Linked DNA regions of Mus musculus: region 2 is linked to region 1. The links are chromatin contacts, called in public Hi-C maps. All regions are on one chromosome and are shown on one strand. Each heading gives the region's core, a stretch centred on a gene start, on an enhancer-like site or on the middle of the called end of the contact. The rest is flanking DNA. Distances are from core to core; before and after follow the strand shown. Region 1 overlaps R74862 (expressed sequence R74862). Region 2 has its middle 6.8 kb from the start of Osbpl5.

Region 1 (6,956 bases), core at 1,646-4,145:
ATTTCCCCAAAGGAATCTGATTTTGTCTTGAGGTGGGGTTGATAATCAAGACATTTGGCTCAAGGATTTACCCATATGTTGAAACATGTGTATGTTCAACCAAGAGCAATGAAAACACATCCATACAAGAACAGATCCACATACTTTTTGTATGTGCATTTGTTATCATAGCCAAAAAGTAGAGCCAGGGCTGGTGAGATGGCCCAGAAGTTCAGAGAGCTTGCTTCTCAAACACAGGAACCTGAGTGTGGGTTCTTATAATGTTCTGTAGTTTCAGCTCAGAGGGATCTAATGCCCTCTTCTGGCCTTGACAGGCACTGCAAGCATATGATGCACATACATGCAGGCAAGGCATCCATCCATACACTTTGTAATGACTAACTTTGGCTGTTAACTTGACTATATCTGGAATCAACTAAAACTCAAGCAGCTGAGCATTCCTTTGAGGGATTTACTTGGTTGCTTCAGTTAGGAGGGGAGACCTAACTCTGGGTCATACCTCCTGGTAGCAGGTCATATAAAAGAACATGGAAGAAGGAAACTTGCTTCCTCCCCTGCCCCCATTTTCCCTCACTCTTATTGGCTTGTTCATCTGTTTTGTTGGTGAGTCATTCCTTTGCTGGTGTTAGGATCTACTTTTTTTTTTTTTTTTAGGATTTCAACATAGACCAAAGACCAGCATCTCTTCAGGAATCCTCTAGGACTCCAGCACTAGATGGTACTGCTGAGACACCCAGTCTTGGGGACTGAACAACTGCCAGATTCTTGGCCTTCCCACTGGAATACTGCTATTGTTGGAATACCAGGCTACAGCCGGTAAGTCATTCTAATACTCTTTTAATATATTTGATATATATTCATTTTATCAGTTCTGTTCCTTTAGATAACCCAAGGCAAACATAAAAGTAAAATAATATATTTTTAAGTACAAAAACTAAAGATGCCCATCAAGTGACAAATGTGTCCACATGACATTGTCCAGACCACAGAGTGTAATGCAGCCATTGAAATGAAGGAAGCCATGATACATGGTATAACTCAGACGGGTCTTGAAAATGCTGAGTCAGGTATTGTGACATATGAGTGTAACCTGGAAGACAGAGACAGGAGGATCTCCACAGGTTCCAGGCCAACCAGGCCTATAAAGTAAGACCCTGTCTCAAAACAAAGACAAAACAAAACAAAACCCTTAAATGTTTTGTTGATGAAAAAGGCCAGGTGTAAAAGACCTTATATTTGATGCTTCCTTTTAAAATGCTGAGAAAAGTCAAATGTATGCATTCCTTCGATTCCAGCACTTAGGAAGCAGAGGCAGACAGGTTTCTGTGAGCTCAAGGCCAGCCAGCATTGTCTACACAGAGAGTTTCAGAATAGCAAGACTTCATAAAGAGACCCTATCTAGGCAGGCAGTGGAGGTGCACACCTTTAATCCCAGCACTTGGGAGGCAGAGACAGGTGGATTTCTGAGTTCAAGGCCAGTCTGGTCTACAAAGTGAGTTCCAGGACAGCCAGGGCTATACAGAGAAACCCTGTCTCAAAAGAAGAAGAAGAAGAAGGAGGAGGAGGAGGAGGAAGAAGAAGAAAGAAGGAAGAAGAAGAAGAAAAGAAGAAGAAGAGGAGGAGGAGGAAGAGGAGGAGGAGGAGCAGCAGCAGCAGCAGCAGCAGCAGCTGAGAGTATGTAAACTAATAGTGGTAGAATAATAGAGGTAGAAGGGAGGCTTGCCCTTGTCTGGAGCTGTGAAGGTGGTGCTAATGCTACCCTGAGAGGTCTTATCACAACACATCTTTGGGGTTTTGGCTGCATACATCTGGTTTCTGCCTCAATGATAGGCTGTGAACTCGAAGTATACGCCAAGTTAACAATTTCTTCCCCTAAGTTTGCCTGTTGATCATAATGTTTTATCACAGCAACAGAAAACAAACTAGAACAGGGAGGCCTCTGTCATTTCTGGTCATCACATTTAGCAAACTAGGAGAGCTCTGGGGTGAGAGGACCTGTCAGCAAGCTAGGGAATTTGGGAGGAGCCAAAGGGGATGAGGAAAAAGTAATCACTACCCATCAGTGGTTAACTGAATGACTAAGCAGAGACGTAACTGAAGTGAAGCCTATGTCTGACACTTGGTCAGCGTGTGGACAAAAACCCCAAACCAGACAGCATAGGAAGTGAGAGAGAGAGAGAGAGAGTAAAGGCTAGAGTCTGAGCCTGGCCCTGGGGACCTGGAGGGTCAAGCTCTGGACTGTACTTTCAAGTGTTCTCTCTGGTGGAAGGGGAACCAGCAGGGAGTCAGACAAACCCACAAGGGCAGTAATACAGGTCCAGGAAGAGCCACCACAGTGACTGGCATATGGGCAGAGATAGTAAAAAGGTCACCGGAAGACAGACCTTCCTGCTTCAGGGACAATCAACAGCCCTAACTTGTGAGGTTTTTCAAAAGACTCAAGTCTCCATAGTCAAGGAAGAAAAAGGAGCTCAAAGCAGGCCTGTGTATGAGAGACTACAAGTACCAAGGGCTTCAGCGCTTGCCTGTGGCCTGCAGTTGCCTATGGAATGGTTTGCAGTGAGGTGCTGTCCTGGTATTGGGAGGCCTAGACTTGCTGTGCCCAGGAAAGTACCTTGGCATCTTCTGGAATCCTTGTGATGCCAGATCCAGTCAACTCTCAGGGAGCTTGTGGAGGTCACCTATGAGCCAGGATGAGTCTTTCCAGGATGTGCAGGGACTAAAGTCCCCCTTTAGTCCAGCTGTTGGAGGAAGAGGGCAACAACAATTCTGGATACCTTGGGGGTTGGGTGGACACTGCAGCTGTGAAGGAAAAAAAAGGCCTGTCTGGCCTCTGGAGAGCTGTGACCCTGACCGTAACTGGCAGGACATTGCAGCTGCCCCTACTGTGGGACCCTTGCCCTTTGGATGGTGCAGTCCCAAGGTTGGCCAAGTGCACACAGTTCTCTGGGTCAGAGAGGGCTGGCTAGAGTTCTATATTATTTCCACCTCCCGACTCCTGGCAAGCAATGGAATCCGGAAATCTGGGCTGAGCCAGAAAAGGAGGCCCTGTCCCTGAGGAGAGGGTCAGATAGTCCACTGTCTGGGCTGGGGGTGGAGCTTCAGCCTACAAGGCTAGTCCTGTCTTCATGGTCTCTGTGTCACTCTGTGCAAAGACCCCAGCAGTGCTGCTAATAAGAGGCCAAGGCTGTCTTCACCATCTACCTAGGAGTGCCTGCTCAGCACTGCGAGTGTAGCCTGTTAAGACCCATCCCCTGAGGAGAGAGGGGTTCTGGGAAGTGACCAGGGCTGGCTGGGATGCTCTTGGTGCCTTCATTCCTGTGGAATATAAACCTAGGGAGGCCCAACAGCCTCTGTCTGTCTCCCACCTCTGTCCCATCACCATGGATTAGAGGGGCTAGAGGGGGCTGAAGGGAAGAGTCTGAAGAAATCATCTCTGGCTTCTGCAGTGACTAGGCTCACACAGGGCTGATGCCCACCTATCCCAGACATTTCTGGTCAGAGCCAGGCTGCCCCAAACATAGCCTTTGTCCCCCTTTCCCCAGACTAGATTCTTGAGAGCACAAAGGGCACATTAAGACATCAGGACATTTGCTTTGTCGCAGGGACACTTCCTCATCTATTTCTCTTACTGTTTAGACTATCAGGGGCTGCCTGCCTTTGACACATTGCCTGCCAACTTCCATGTGACGAGGCCCCACAGGGGAGGCCAACTTCTCTGAAGGGAATTCTGAAGTTCTCACAGAGAGGCTGCTAGATGAGACCTGAAGAAGTGGGCAATGCTTAGGAAAAGAAGGCCTCCAGCCTAGACCCTGATAGGTTAAGGGGGTCACTGGGCCTGGGTGGGGAGACCACAGCAGGATGGAGTAGACTGTAGGAGGGTGGGACTTCTCAACAGAGAACCTAAAGTTTGGATTGAAGGCAAGTCTTTCAAAGCAAGGAAGTAGCTGGGAATACTCAGGGGAAAGCCAGGAAGGGAGGATGTGGTGAGAGAAAGTTCTGGAATCTAACTATTTCTGCTTCCTATTTCCTCAAGCGTGAGTGGATGGCCAAGCCAGCTTGTGTAAGGCTGTGGGAGAAGGAAGTGGGAAGGTGCTCACAAGTGAGTCAGTGGCTGGGGGGATGGAGCTAGGTCTCAGGACTGATGGGTGAGTGGGTGGGGTATGGCTGGGGTCAAGACATAACATTACGGAAAGTGAATAACCATAAGCGCTGCTGGCTATTAATCCTTTGCAGTGGAACTGGGCTCTGGTTTCCAGATCAATACGTAGTAATTAAGAGAGAAAAATTATTAAATAAGACTCAGAGGCCTTAAATTCTTGGCAGATAAGAGAGTCAGAGGACTTCACAAAGGACATTGCCCCACAGGATGGGGACCGGGGAGCTGTGATGAAGACAGGTCTGAGTGAAGATGTTTGGAGTCCAGGCAGGCAAGAGGATGCTGAATGGGTTGAGGGCCTCTTAACAGGGCACTGCTTGGAGAGGGGTAAGAAGGAAGGATGTGCAGGTTCAGAGGCCACTAGAGAGGGGCAGGGGCAGGGGATGAGCCAGGAAGGGGTAGGATAGGGCTCCAGCAAGGTGTCCGCCTCTGGCCTTATCCGCCTCCTCTAGCCTGCCCAGGGTCTGGGAATGCTTGCTATCCCAAGTTTAAGGCAAGACCCACTGTGCACAAGGCTAATCATAGCAGGGCCAGCCAGTGCTGTGGATCAGCATCTGCAGGACACATGACTTCTGAGTCCCAGTGTCACTGCTGAGTGGAGGTGCAAGGTGCAGATGCAGCACCTAGTGGGGCAGACTATTCTCAATATCTGTCTCTGACTCAGTGCCCAGATTGCACATGTATTGAGATAGATAGAGCCCACGATGAGGATGGAACTATAGGCCTGCAAGTCTCTGTGGGCATCTGTTTTTCTAGCCATATCAGGCTTCTGGCTCCTCTTGCTCTATCTAGGAAATCCAGGGTTTATGTTTTCCTGGCCTGCAAGGAGGCTCCTTCCCACAATAGTGTCCAGGTTTTAACCCCAGGCTTTGGGTCCCTAGTCTGGCAGGCCTGCAGCATCTGCCTAGGGCAGGCTCCTTGTAAACCATAAATGCCCAAGGGCCAGGGACAGCTCCACCCCACTGTTGAGCAAAGGAGTAGATCAGCCTTTCAAGAGAGCTTCAATGTCCTGAGGCCATCTTTGGAGCTGATTCATCCCTTTAGAGACACTGGGAACTATGATGAAGATGGTGTCCTTTTGTCCCTCCATCAATCACTGCAAGGACACACACAGGTGGCCCTAGAAGGAACAAGAACTCAGGTGAGACAACTCCTATGAGCTGGAGCATCTCTAGTGAGGAGAGCCTTCTCCATTTGACTACAGCTCCACCCCAAGACACAGAGAAAGATGATAGGGACTTGTTAGGGAGATTAGCTAATCTCCCTAATATGGCTGTGGACACAGAAGTCTCATGACATCTGAAGACTGGGGAAATAGCTAGTGAAGTCTAAATTTGCCTAGAACCAGGGGAGCCAATGAATTAATACACAACCCAAGACTGAGGGCCTAAAGCCAGGGGTCAGGGCTATCAGTGAAGGGCCTAGATCCAAAGGCTCTCCCAGAGAGCCTGATTTCATTAGAGAGGTCTTATGTCCATGGGCAAAAGAAATCTACCTGGAGGAGGGGCCTAGGGGAGGGGAGGACCTCACTGTTTTCCATGTGGACCCTTAACTCAGTTCAGATGCTGCTGCCCACATTGGGCGAGGTAGGTCTTCCCCACAACCACTGATTCAAGTTTCAATATCTTCCAGAAAAACTTCCAGAAACCTATTCAACAGCAGAGCTTTCTCACCTATCTGGACAGCCCATAACCAGAGTCAGGCTGACACCCTAAACTTCCAAGTCCACCCATGTCAACATGACTAGCAACATCCCCCTAAATCTCCCTTTATCTCCCAGTAAAGACTGCAAGGCCATGGTTGTACACAACATGAGCTAGCCATGTGGTGTATTCCAGGTATCCCCTGAACCCTGCACCAAAGGAGAATGTGTGATTCCTGGTGATGTTTGCTGTCCCCCTGACATCCATAACTCAAAGACTATGGGTCATGTGATTGAGGAATAAGCTAGGGAAGATACATGAAGAAAACAGGTACTGTGTCCTTCTATGTGACTACCTACCCACAGATACCCTTTTTTTAAACAAAAAGATTAATTTTCTGGGTGTGGGGTGCACAGTTTTAATCCCAGAACTCAGGAGGCAGAAGCAGGTGGATCTTTGTGAATTCAAGGCCAGCTGGGTCTACATAGAAAGTTCTGAGCCAGCCAGAGCTATACAGCAAGAAACACTGAGAATTTTAAAACTTTTCATTTTTTGTGTATGTGCGTTTTGCCTGCATATGTGTGTGTGTGTGTGTGTGTGTGTGTAGTGCCCATGGAGGCCAGAACTAGAGTTATAGGCAATTGTGAGCTGGCATGCAGGTACTGTGAACCAAATCCAGGACCTCTGCATATATACCAGTGCTTTTAACTGCTGAGCCATGGTTCCAGACACATTCTTAAAAGAGGAAGTGCTGTGGCCACCAGAATCTTTCTCTGGTCACATGATCTTAGCTAGCAGTCAGAAATCCCCCTTTCCACACCCCACCCCTATTCTGCAGCCCATTTGCCCTCAGCAACTCAGCTAGTCTTGGCTCTTATCTGACAAGTAACCTATACCTTCCCCTGGCCTGAGAGCCCTTATGGTAGCATTGACTTTAACCCCATGGCGTGGTAACACTACGGACACATTAAGGGAGCCATGAACTGCAGATCTCTCCTGGTAGTCAGGGTCAGGCATTTCACCAACCCCCAATTCCTCCTCAGCCTCAGAAGCTCAGATTGCGGTGTAGATTCCTTTACATCCAATTCAATGTAGTGTTTGTTGTATCTCCTTGCAGAAGTGTTCCTCATTCTGGAGCCAAAATTTCTAGGCCA
Region 2 (6,956 bases), core at 1,132-3,631, 710 kb before region 1:
GGACGCACATGGAGGTTGGGTTTCCCATCGCATACCTGCATACAGCCAGGAGTGACATACCCCATCTCTTCTCTGTCCTCTGCCTCATAAGTGTTCTTCTCACATGTCCCCTCTACCTCAGGAATGAAGTGGACCCTCTCTCCTGAGGTCAGAGTCGTGGGCTCACAAAGGCTCAGGAAGGGCCTCTGTCACTCCCCATCCTGCTTCTGAGCCTTATAGTTCCACCCACATCACTCCAGGCCACCCTATGTTTCTTCCTCTCTGGCTAGCAGGATAAGACATGAGGGGCTTAGACTACCAGCCTGTCTTGGAGTTTACATGGCCTCCAATATGACAGGATACCACCCATCCCCTTATGTATACCTGGAGAGTCAAGGCCCAGAGCCAAGAGTTGCTCCGCCCAGGAGAGAGCACCCCTTACGCCTACTATCCAGCTACCTCTATGCTGACAGGTCCTTCACTCATGGTCCTGCTGGATTCTTGCTTGAGGCCTCAGTGTCAGAGACTGAAAATGCCAAGGAGCCACATCTATTCTCAGGAGAATAGATCCCCTGTTCCATGAGACCCTAAGACAGCCACCACAGACCACTGACTGCTGGTGTCCCGATGTCTGTGGTCCCTTCCCACATCCAGAGAGCCAGGCTCTGATCTACCAGGATGGAATTTGCTCTGGACAGGGACAGCCCTGACCTGGGGCAGAATGGCCTCCGGGGCTTTTCCACTGCCAACTGTTTAGCTTGTATCCATTCAGGGGGCCCCTCTGCATGTGTGTACACGTCCCACAGCCCCCGTGCATGTACGTGCCTTTGGAAGACAACTCCCTATCGGTGACATTTCGTTCCATCATTTCCTCAGTGTGGCATTCTGGGCTGTTCAAGTTTCATTTCTGTTGTGGTGATAACAATTTAGAAGCAATTCAAAGGAGAGAGGTTTAGTTCAGCTTACAATTCCAGTTTATACTCCATGATACCAGGGAGGTCAAAGCAGCAACTGAACAGCCGGTCACAGCAGTCACAGCCGAAGTCAAGAGCACAGGAAAATGAATGCAGGCATGCTCACTCTCTTGTACTCAGTGCCACTTCTCCAGTCTTACATAGTCCAGGAGCTCCTGATTAGGGAATGGTGCCACCTAAGGTGTGGCATTGATTGGCTTAATTAAGACAATCCCCACAGAAATGCCCACAGCACACACCCCCACCCTCACCCCAAAGCTGTCATGCAGATGATCTGTTATTGAGATTCTCTTCCCAGGTGATTCTAGGTTGTGATAAGTTAACACTTAAAGCTAACTGCCACATGAGGGTATGGTAGTAGTTCACGCATGTCATTTTGACAGTGTGTGGCTGTGTGTCCACAGTGGTGTCGCTGCCACTGCAGTTCAACTGCAGAATAATCTGGACACTCTAAGACCAGCCCTGGGGTCTCGAGGGGTCCACCTTGTCCCTTGCCTTTCACCCCTGATCTCCCTCCCCCTCCCTCTCTCCCTCCCCCTCCTTCTTCCTCTTCCTCTCCCCCCTCCCCCTCCCTCCCTCTCTCCCCTCCCTATCTCCCTCTCCTCACCTTCTGTCTCCCCCTCTCCCCCTCCCCTCCCTCTCCCCCTCCCTCTTCCCCTTCCTCCCTCTCCCTCTTCCTCTCCCCCTCTCTCTCCCTCTCTCCCCCTCTCCCCTCCCTATCTCCCTCTCCTCACCTTTAGTCTCCCCCTCCCCCTCCCTCTCTCTCTCCCTACACTTCTGCCTTTTCCAGAAACTTCTGTGCTTCTTCTGAGCTGCAGAGAGCTTATGAGATTCCTGCATGCTGCTGAGTGGAGGAAAGCATTTGGGGGAGGGGCGGATGTTTGCTCTGCCAATGCCCTGGTACTCTTCTGTCGCACTGAAACATTGCCAGCTTGCTTCTGCCTCAGGCGTCTGTGAACAAAGCCATAGAAAACACACACGTTTCTGTGCAGATGTCAATTTGCCTGGGTGGGTGCAGTGCTACGAAGCAGCTGAGTCTCCTAGAGGCGTGAATGTAAAACTGCCAATCTGCTTTCCAAAGGCCAAAGCCTCTTGGCGTACTTGGGGTTCCTTTCAGCGACATGTGGGGGCGCTGTTGCTCCACCATCTGGCCATACTGTTGTGATCCAATTTGCCAGGAGCTAATGGACTGCAGGTCCCAAGAGCCCCTTCAAGGGCTCGTCCTAGCCCCACCTCCTAGCGGGGGGCGGGGGGGGGGCGGGGGGGTGGTCTCACCACCTCCCAGTGGCGCCACAGGTTGGACACAAATTCTCCTTACATGGTTCTGGCCGACACTTTTCTAAACGAAGGCAGAATGGATCCAGGTTGTCTGTCTGCAGAGAAAAGGCCAGTTGTCACAGCACCTTTTGTTTGGCAGCCTGCCTTTTCTCCACTGAAATGCCTTTTCTGTCTTTGTGTCTGTGGCCAAAACCAATGTCCCATGGACTCCTGGCCTCAGCTCCATTTTGTTAATCTGCATTGTTTCTTTTGCCAACACTAATACTGCACAGAATTGATTCTTGGATGTTTTCACTTAAGTCAAGTGGCAAGAGCCCTTCCACTACTTTCTTTCAAAACTGTATTAGCAATTCTTTTTAAAAAATATTTACTTTTAGTTTTAATTATGATTACAAGTGTGTGTGTGTGTGTGTGTGTGTGTGTGTGTGTGTGTGTAGGTTTGTGCACTTGAACGCAGGTGCCTGTAGAGGCCAGAGGCATTGAATGCCCTGGAAGTACAGTTACAAGCTGTTATGAGCCCCAGTGACAGTGCCAGGGACCAAGTTCAGATCCTCTTCAAAGCGGTGCTTTGTCTTAACCACCAAGTCATCTCTCTGGGTCTAGCTACCTCAAAAAAATTGTTTTAATTGTCGGGCTGTTGAAGTAGCCTAACAGGTAAATTTGTTTGTCCCTCTCTCCTGCAACCCTGAGAGCCTGAGTTCTATCCATGGAATTCACATAAACATGGAAGAAATTATCTTCTGACCTACACACACACACACACACACACACACACACACACACACACGCTACCACACAGTGCCCCCTCTGCACAGCATACACACACAACAACACTAATTATAATAAAAGTTCAAAAAATCATTAATATACATTACTTGCACAAAACAATGGGTTTCTTTGGGGGTTGGTTTGGTTGCCTAGGTCTTAAAAATGTTTTTTGTTAATAATGTGTGTATCTATGATGTTAATATGTGTATATGTATGATAATAATATTGTGTGTAATGTATGATATTATGTGTATGTATGATGTTAATATGTGTGTATATTAATATTGTGTGTATGTATGTTATTAATATTGTGTGTAATGTATGATGTTAATAAAGTGTGTATTATGATTAATATTGTGTGTATTGCATGTTATTGATATTGTATGTATGATGTTAATGTTGTGTGTATATATGATCTTAATATGTGTGTATGACATATATTTTGTATGATATTAATATTGTATGTATGTATGATATTGTGTGTATTATGAGACTAATATTGCATGTATGATGTTAATATTATGTATGTATGATGTTAATATTGTATGTATGATATGTGTTTGTATGATATTAATGTATGCATGTATGATATTGTGTGTTTGTATATTAATATTGTATGTATGTTTGCTATTAATATTGTGTGTATGTATGAGATTAATATTGTGTGTATGTATGAGATTAATATGTGTATATTATATGTGCTTGTATGATATTAATATTGTATGATATTGTGTATATGTATGAGATTAATATTGCATGTATGTTTTATATCAATATTGTATGTATGTATGATATTATGTATTTGTATGATGTTAATATTGTGCACATATGTTAATATGCATATATGTGTGATATGTGTGTATGACATTGTGTATGTTTGTATGATATTGTGTTGCATTGTGTTTGTATGATATTGATATTGTGTGTATGTATGAGATTCCCCTTCACTTCCCACACCTACTTCTGCACCCTTCTACTTCCATGTCTTTTTGTAAAGATTTTTAAAGTGGTTACAAATAAATGTTTTCGTTCATAGTGGATATAACAGAACTCGATACATTTTAGTAATAAACAAACCCATATGTCCGTAATCTGGGCCAAGCATATATTTCGTGCAGACAGAGGCAACGTCATTTCTCCATTCCCAGTGTGCCTAGCTGCCCCTCATACCCCTTTCTCCTCCCCCTCTTCCTCTTCTTTCTCCTCCTTCTCATCTCCTCCTCTTTCTCATTTTCTGTGCTGGGATGGAGGCCAGATGTGCTGGTTAGGGTTTTTGTCAAACTGACCCAAGATGGTGTCACTTGGGAAAAGAGAATCTCAGTTGAGGAATTTTCTCCATCATATTGGCTGCGGGCAAGTCTGAGGGATCATTATTCTGACTAATGATTGATTGGGGAGGGTCCAGACCACTGTGTGCAGTACCACTGTGGTCAGGTGATCCTGGGCTGTATAAGAAAGCAGACTGAGCAAGCCAGTAATTGCATTGCTCTGTGGTGCCTACTCTCAGCTCCTGCCTCTGGATTCCTGCCTTGAGGCCCTGCTCTTGCCTCCCTTTATGATGGACCGCGGCCTGTAAGCCAAACAAACCCTTGCCCTCCATAAATTGTTTTGGTCATGGTGTTTAGCACAGCAACAGAGCAATAAAGCAAGATGCCAGGGTTTTTGTATGCTGGGCAAGATCTGTGCCACTGAAGATCTGTGCCACTGAGCACCAGTCTCTGCCCCATGAAGTTTTGGGTGTTGTGCTTAGTTTTGCAGTGCTGGGGTGTGCTCTGGTTACATCCTTTTCTTGTCCCACTGAAATGACCTGGACCCCCAAGTGTTGTTGAAGAGCAGTGAGACTGTGGACAGCCTTGCTCTGGTCCTGACCCAAGGAGAAATCTTTGATGTTCCTCTGTCGCCCATGGTATTGGGCATTGTGGGTTTTCTCATGCCTGGAGATACAGGTGGATGGGAGCTGCCTGCTGTGGATGCTGGGAACTGAACCTGGGTCCTCTGCGAGAACAGTATACACTTTCTAAATTTTATTTATTTATTTATTTATTTATTTATTTATTTAAGGTTTTTTGAAACAGGGTTTCAAAGTGTAGCCTTGGCTGTCCTAGAACTGGCTCTGTAGACCAGAGATCTGACTGCTGCAGTCTTAATCACCGAGCCCTTTCTCCAGCCCCTGAGTTCTGCTGAGTGCTCGCTCTGCTCCCATCAGGAGAAAAGAGAGGGCCATGTGGCTTTTCTTCCTCAGTGTGCTGTGATGGTGATGGACGTTGGCAGTTGGATCCTTTCTTCCTCTCTCTCTCTCTCTCTCTCTCTCTCTCTCTCTCTCTCTCTCTCTCTCTCCTCATAAGGGCATGGTATTCACACATGGTTGGATTTGGTTGGCATTTTATGCTTGTTTCTATTTTTCCTCTAATTGTTTTAGAAACAGGGTCTCCCTCTGTAGCCCAGGTTGGCCTGGCCAGTGGTGGGAGTATAGGTGAGCACCAGCAGGTCCGGCAGGCACTGGGTGTGGTCCTTTCTTTTCTTTCTTTCTTTCTTTCTTTCTTTCTTTCTTTCTTTCTTTCTTTCTTGCTTGCTTGCTTGCTTGCTTGCTTGTTTGCTTGCTTGCTTGCTTGCTTTTTGTCACCTCTTTGTCAGGAAGCTCTCAGTCACTCAGTCACAGCATCTGCAGTGAATCCACTCCAGGGAAGGGGACTCCTGGAGAGAAGGGAGCAGCTTTGACAGTGAGGAGATTGTGGTTGGCAGATAAGGTCAAGCGCAGTGCACGTTACAGAAGACAAATGTGAGAATCCAGAGCAGTGGAGACGGTATAAATACAGTCCTTGTATATGCAACTCATAGAAAAATTAATTACAACAAGAAAGAACCCAGACCAGATTCTTACTCAGGCCACGCCCACCTGCAGCAGCCTCTCCCTTCTGTAAAGAAAATGGCAAACCCCTACCCAGATTCTGTCAGTGACTCTGCACCCCTAAGATGACCAAGTGCGGGATTCTAGGAGGGAAAGGCAGGCACAAGGCTCCAAGGACACTTACAGGCTCAGACTGCCAGACCCCAGGCCTTCATAGGGCTATGGGGTGGGACATCCCCCACCCATATAGAGGGTGTGCCACAGCTGGATGTGACCTGCCTCCTTGCCACCCCTTATCCTCACTCCTGGCAGGGAAAGACCCCCTTTCTCTCCTGTGCTGGCCCACCAGAAACCAAAGACAGCCTAATTTCATGAAAAATCCCTTTCCCTGAGACCTGTAAGAAGAGAAACTGCTCTCTTTGTGGGCCTGAAAGCCTCATCAGAAACCCCACAGTGCTGTTTGTTTGTGGCACTGGGACCTGAATGCTCCTCGGAGTCTCACCAAGCTGCTGCTTTCTGTCTGTTTGTCTGTCTGCTTTTGGCATTAGTAACTCTGAATAAATCCCTTACCAAAAGAACAGTCTACCTCAGTATTACCCTTGAGCCTCAAGCCCCAAATCTTTTGACAAAGTGCTCTGACACAGAAAACATGTGCCCCTCATTTACCCCAGTGGAGACTTAGCACTTCTTGAAATCCATATTTGTATTACCTTCAAAGGAAATAGGGAAACTGAGGCACAAACAGGTCAAAGCCATGTGGGTGGGGTGGGGAGCCACCTGGGACCCTAACTCCATCCTAGACACTGTGGCTCCCCCCACCTTAGACGGGGAACCTCCCTCCCTATCCTGAAGGCCACAGGCTGAGTCCTTATCAACCTCAGTCTCTCCATTTTGAATATTTATTTTGCTTTGTTTGTTTGTTTGTTTTGTTGTTGTTTCAAACAGGGTTTTGCTGTATAGCCCTAGCTATCCTGGAGCTCACTGTATAGACTAGGCTGGTCTTGAACTCACAGAGATCCAAATCCCTCTGTCTCCTTTGCTGAGATTTTATTTTACCTTTAGTGTGTGCATGTATATGTGTGTGTGTGTGTGTGTGTGTGCATGTTCAT

What was found. A called contact is a pair of places that touch in the nucleus more often than the background predicts.
Region 2: a contact with region 1 is called in a Hi-C map of liver, with 2.3 times the contacts expected there. The contact joins two enhancer-like sites. A contact is called at or near these places in 4 of 39 promoter capture datasets (the 3T3-L1 cell line, hippocampal neurons, liver and 1 more), 1 of 484 Hi-C or Micro-C datasets (liver) and 1 of 115 datasets of contacts at active chromatin or transcription factors (microglia).

What each region holds. Positions count from the first base shown.
Region 1 is chr7:143,038,355-143,045,310 of GRCm38.p6, reverse strand. It overlaps R74862 (expressed sequence R74862), which reads left to right. Exons shown (of 5, transcript NR_110354.1): 2 at 655-816. Among named protein-coding and RNA genes, the nearest start is that of Cd81, 11 kb to the left of the region's middle. Within about 2 kb of position 2,895, at least 91 of the 459 cell types and tissues checked have an H3K27ac peak or open chromatin away from gene starts, as enhancers often do. A contact at or near this core is called in liver, where this site is marked.
Region 2 is chr7:143,743,681-143,750,636 of GRCm38.p6, reverse strand. It overlaps a transcript of Osbpl5 not described here. Among named protein-coding and RNA genes, the nearest start is that of Osbpl5, 6.8 kb to the right of the region's middle. Within about 2 kb of position 2,381, at least 104 of the 459 cell types and tissues checked have an H3K27ac peak or open chromatin away from gene starts, as enhancers often do. A contact at or near this core is called in liver, where this site is marked.